Linked DNA regions of Danio rerio: region 1 is linked to region 2. Evidence: chromatin contacts called from public Hi-C data. All regions are on one chromosome and are shown on one strand. Each heading gives the region's core, a stretch centred on a gene start, on an enhancer-like site or on the middle of the called end of the contact. The rest is flanking DNA. Distances are from core to core; before and after follow the strand shown. Region 1 has its middle 15 kb from the start of arl5c. Region 2 holds the start of si:dkey-81l17.6 (a long non-coding RNA gene).

Region 1 (2,961 bases), core at 117-2,616, 90 kb before region 2:
TATTTTCTTATAGTATCTAAATATTTTAGAGAACAGAAGCTAAATGGAGAATAAAATGTGATTTACTGCCATACAATGCACTTCAAATACTCCGATATTTAAATAGCTTCACTTGATGAGAACAATCTTAATCAATGTTTTATAAACTGTATAAATGATTTGAGAATGTAAAGATTAAAAGAATTCAGCTACTACCATATGATAAAACAAAAATAAATCTTAGTCAATATTTTTGTACTTCATAAAACCTGAATATTATATAAAAAATTTGTTCAATATAAATATATATATATATATATATATATATATATATATATATATATATATATATATATATATATATATATATATATATATATATATATATATATATAATACTTTGAAAATGGAAAGAAAACCCAGATGATAAATACTGTATATAATAAACTTACAAAATGACAAATCTTGCTCAATATTTTTATACGTAATGATTTTTTTGAGAGAGGTTGAAAATACAAGACAGCGTTTGACTATTAGATGACTATTATAAAACATATTTTTGAAAAAATCATCAGCAAGTATGTTGAAGTAGCCTAGTTTATTGTGTGATGTGTTGAACACGGCCACTAGAGTGCGCTAAACACTAGTTGTTGTTTTTTACATCATGAGCATGGTGTGCATTTGTGTCTGTAGCTTGTCCGATGCATTTAAATTTTTAAAGTTTTTACAGGTATTTTTTGCATATTTCTGAAGTCAACTATAGATATACATATATTTTATTATATTTTTTGCAATAATCTATAGCATGTCATAGAGATTGCATCTAAAAACATTGCTTTTTACAGTTGGGCAGACCTCTAAAAGCATGAGTAGGTAATGAATTGTAATGTGTGTAAGCTACAGTCTCGTTGTTTGTAATGTGTTGAAATAACAAAACCAAAAGCTGACCTCTAACCTTTCTATTAACTGCCTGCTCTTTTTTTGTGTGTGTCTGCATGTGCATTGGCCTGTGCTGGTGTGTTTTGGGGATGTGGCTCGCCGTAGGGGCCGTTCCTGGTGCATGGAGAGCAGAAGAGGGAAATGCCTGAACGTGGCGGCCTGCAAGACTACCAGAGTGACCTGAGCGGAAAGCAGCCACTGCGCTCCTCACGCAGCCAGCTGCAAACAGGCAGCCGGGGTCTCTCTCGTCAGGACACATTTGACTCTGAGACCCAGGGCAGCCGTGATTCTGCATACACCGATGACATGGAGACCGATCCATATGAGGAGCCTGACCCATGCCGCTCATACCGGCTGAACCCAGCCCACCACGCTCCGCGCCAGGCCTCCTGGGAGGACGAAGGGGCGGAGCCTGACCAGGAGAACCTCAACATGGTCCCACCTCCAGCCAATCAGCATCAGCGTGGGCGAGGCAAGCTGAGGGAGCGCTACTGTCAGGACGCAGAAGCCGGAGGAGCTACGACAGGCCGCAACCACAACCAGGAGGAGTGGAGCAGAGACGTGTACATTCGCTAGAGCAGGTTTACCTGAACACACCCAGTAGAATCTCTAGTTTGGATCTGTTTACAACCCAGAGAAACACACAATCATTGACAGACGCTGTACAGCTCGCCACATTCACAACACGCTAGCTCTCTTCCATTGCATCTTTAGTTTTTGAGGACGATACACTAACCCACAAAAGTTTGGAAGAGTGAAGATGAGTGATGTTTTTGAAAGACGACTTTCATGCTTGAAAAATACTTTTAAAATGATATTAGATTATTATTATAAATGTAGTATTATTAACACAAAGCTGAATGTTTTGTTTTTTTTTTTGCTGTAATTTGAGTCTTTAGTTGCATGTGATCCTTTAGAAATCATTCACATATCATGACTGAAAAATGAAATAATTTTCATCACAGGAAATCATTTTAGAAAAATATATTTAGGTAGAAAAATTATAAGTTAATATAATAATACATTTCATTTAAATTGTCGTATTTCAACATGATATGTTTTTGCTGTACTTTTAATCTAACAGATGCAGCCTTCGGTGAGCATACTCAATGCTGCCTCACCTAAAAACTTTAAATGAAAAACATTAAGTGTTTTGGTTGTTTATTTACATAATCACATTTTTTGGGGTCTAAAAATGCTAACTTTAAAAAACGATTTCAAATTGCACGTTTTTGAAAACATTGTTATTGACGTCGTGTAAAAACTGTTGTTAATTGATGCGTATGCATACGTGTTTAGTCTATTGACCTTATTCTTAACATGCGAGAGGGAGCCATTGGAATCTTTTTGGTTTCGTTCGCTTCCATTGATTTTAAAGACGTTAAAAACAGCTCGCTATGCTGCTTGAGTTTGCAAACTGAATTTTTCTTATCATGTTATAATACATTTTTGACACCGGGAACAATTTTTGATTTTTAATCATATATTAGCGTCAACAATCTTTTTTAATTCATGTATTCATTTGGTTGTTGATTTTTAATTGAATATTTATTATTAAAATGTTCTTGCCCCTTCTCGGGCTGGAGAGGGTCTGGTTCGGGGACCACAGGATCTCATCTCTGTTATTTGCAGACAATGTTGTTCTGTTGGCTTCATCGAACATGGAGCTTCAGCATGCACTGGTTTGCTGCCGTGTGGCGCAGCTGGGATGAGAATCAGCACCTCCAAGTCCGAGGCCATGGTGCTCCACCGGAAAAAGGTGGTTTGCCATCTCCAGGTTGGAGGAGTTCAAGTATCTTGGTGTTTTGTTTACGAATAAGGGAAGGATGGAACCTAAACAAGCGGATTAGTGCAGCGGCAGCAGTAATGCGATTGATTATTCGCAGAATAAGGTCAATAGTCAAGTATAAGTACTTGGCAACCAAAACAACAATTAAATAACAAATACATTACATTGATCTACATTTTTACGTATAGTCATGAACATATTTGTTTGTAGATATAGTAGTCTTCTGACATGTTTTAATTAATAATAGTTTCTTC
Region 2 (2,808 bases), core at 186-2,685:
TGAAGCTGCTGATTTCCACTCTAGTAGTATTCTTTTCCTTGCTAACAAAGTAGCGAAGGCAGTAACATTTATTTACTTGTTTGTCAACGATAACTTGCTTTCTGGTACACTAAAATAGCTAACTCAACACCAGGATATGTCTCTAAATTAAAGGCTTCATTTAATGTTTTAAACATTTGTGCCTAATAGTCACTCAACTTTTCACAAGTCCAGAACATATGGAAAAAGTCTTCCTTGTCACTTTTACATCGATCACACAAGGATATATTTTTGGGTCTACGCAGGAACTGGATCCATTTACTCAGAGCTTATACTTATTTCATCAGGTATTTAAGTTCCAATATATTAAGAATCTTTAATTATTTTCCCAATATTTCACTCGTGATTTTTAACAGAGCAAGGACATTTTCAGTGCATTTCCCATTTTTTTTAAAGTCTTATTTCTTTTAGTTTAAAAAAAATAAATGTCAATATTAGGTCAATATTATTATTAATATTAAAATAAATATATTTTTATTGGTCACTGTTGTCCAATCTCTGGCCTAATTGTCAAAGTAACCTAATTTACTTGGTTAAGCCTTTGAGATTAATATTATCTTGCAAAATAACTAAGATATGATGTACTGTCATCATGGCAAAGGTAAAAGAAATTGCTTATTAGAAATTAGTTGTTAAATTATGTTTAAAAATATGTTGGAATATGCAGCTGGAAGAGCATCTGCTACGTAAAAGGTGCTGGATATGTTGGTGGTTAATTCCACTGTGGATGGAAATGAATGAATATGTTTTTATAAACTCTCCATTAAACAGCACTTGAGAAATATTAATACATAATATTAATACATAAAGGGATAGTTCACACAGAAACCACAAAGTTGATTTGACAAAAAAAAAGATATTAATCCAGAAAAAACAAACAAAACTGTTACCCTGATGAAGGCATACTCTTGCCGAAACGTGTAGGTTTTTAGAGATTTAGCCATGTGAATAAAGGCTTTTTAAATTTTTCACATTTTTCGAGTGCCTTGGACTGATTCTTTTTGTTGTTTTAAAAAAAAAAAGATTTTGAAAAATGTTGGAAAACAGCAGCTATAACCTCCATAGGATGATCAACCAATACTATTGAAGTCAATGGCTACAAATCTTTCATAACATCATCCTTTATGTTCAACAGAAGAAGCTCGAAACGCTTTGGAGCCAGGTAGAGATGGTATTTTTTTTATTTATGTTGATGTTTGGGGTGTGCCCTCAGTTTAATATTTAATGACTTTGATATAAAACAAAAACAGCCTCTTTTATCCGTATCGCTTGGTTTTCTATAATAGTGAAAACATATGTATTATAATAAAGCAAGCGCACTCTTCACCCATTAAAGAAACAACAACACAAAAAGATGCTCCCTTTACTGATCAGCTGGCCGCGGCTATTATTATCGCCCGCTGCATCTGTTTCTCGCAGGGCGGCCAGCAGTGTTGAGCAGCCGGGAAGGGTTTGCAGTCCGCCGGACACACAGCCCAACATTTCTCCTCTCTGGTGACCGAACGTCTTCCGCATCTCCCTCATCATGCTGGACGTCCTGATATTGATGTTTTTCGCCATCATCGGCCTCATGTTCCTGTCCTACATCATCTACATGCTGTGATTGTGTCGACATGGACGCGCCTCGGGACGGATCGCGAAACACAAAGGTTGGTGATGAAATGCAGCAAATAATGGAGGAAGAGCAGCGTTGTGTTGTTTTTAAGAGGGGGTTTTGATTGATGGTGTTTGTGGGTGGGCGCTTACCTAAATGTACTTATCATTAGGCTATGGTTAGAGCAAATGGTAATATTGGAATAGTTAGGTCTGTCATGTTATATAATATTAACATTTATTAATGCGTAATACGAGGAATCACACAACATGACGCGGGTTTACATTAGCTATAATAATGCTGTAGGCCTCGTGCAGATATGGAGAACCAAACCTGCTAAAAGAAGATGTGTATATATGGTGTAGGCTATAAATAAAGTTGAAGTCGAATTATTAGCCCCCTTGTTTATTTTTTTACCCCAATTTCTGTTTAACGGACAGACGATTTTTTTCACCACATTTCTAAACATAATAGCTTTAACTCATTTCTAATAACTGATTTATTTTATCTTTGTCATGATGACAGTAAATAATATTTGACTAGATATTTTTTAAGACACTTCTATACAGCTTAAAGTGACATTTAAAGGCTTAATTAGGTTAACTAGGCAAGTTATTTTGTAATGTTTGTTCTGTAGACTATCAAAAAACAATATAGCTTAAAGGGGCTAATAATTATGTCTTTAAAATGGTGTTTAAAAAATAAAAAAATCTGCTTTTATTCTAGCCAAAATAAAACAAATATGACTTTCTCCACAAGAAAAAAATATCAGACATACTGTGGAAACCCTTAAATGCCTCAGGCAAATCTGTGAAAAACTTGTCTTCAAGGAGGTCAATTGAAGTAAATACAAAAATCAGTATGTGCAGTAAAGTATGATGAATATGTTAGTAATCTATCAAATTAAATTTAGGGTAAAATTAAGTTTTTATTCACCTAAACCCAACTGTCCACCTATGTGGACGCCAGAGGAGTCAGATTGCATAAAAGTCCTTTTTTTCTGTAACCTGCTAATATATCTATTCTATTTTTCAAAGATGTTATCAATTGTCGTATATTGTTATAAAACAGACAATTAACAAATACATCAACATAAATAGTCGTTTAAAATGACATATTACATATGCCCTGTGTCCTGACTGTTTTAAGGGCTTTTACACGAAAAATAATAATTT

Evidence for each region. Hi-C and Micro-C count contacts between places; a contact is called where the count stands out from the background.
Region 1: a contact with region 2 is called in a Hi-C map of an unstated tissue, with 2.0 times the contacts expected there. The contact joins the enhancer-like site here to the promoter of si:dkey-81l17.6 in region 2.

Annotation. Positions count from the first base shown.
Region 1 is chr3:14,828,551-14,831,511 of GRCz12tu, reverse strand. It overlaps a transcript of cacnb1 not described here. Among named protein-coding and RNA genes, the nearest start is that of arl5c, 15 kb to the right of the region's middle. Within about 2 kb of position 1,366, at least 18 of the 62 cell types and tissues checked have an H3K27ac peak or open chromatin away from gene starts, as enhancers often do.
Region 2 is chr3:14,739,040-14,741,847 of GRCz12tu, reverse strand. si:dkey-81l17.6 (a long non-coding RNA gene) reads left to right here and starts at 1,435. Exons shown (of 2, transcript NR_170142.1): 1 at 1,435-1,688.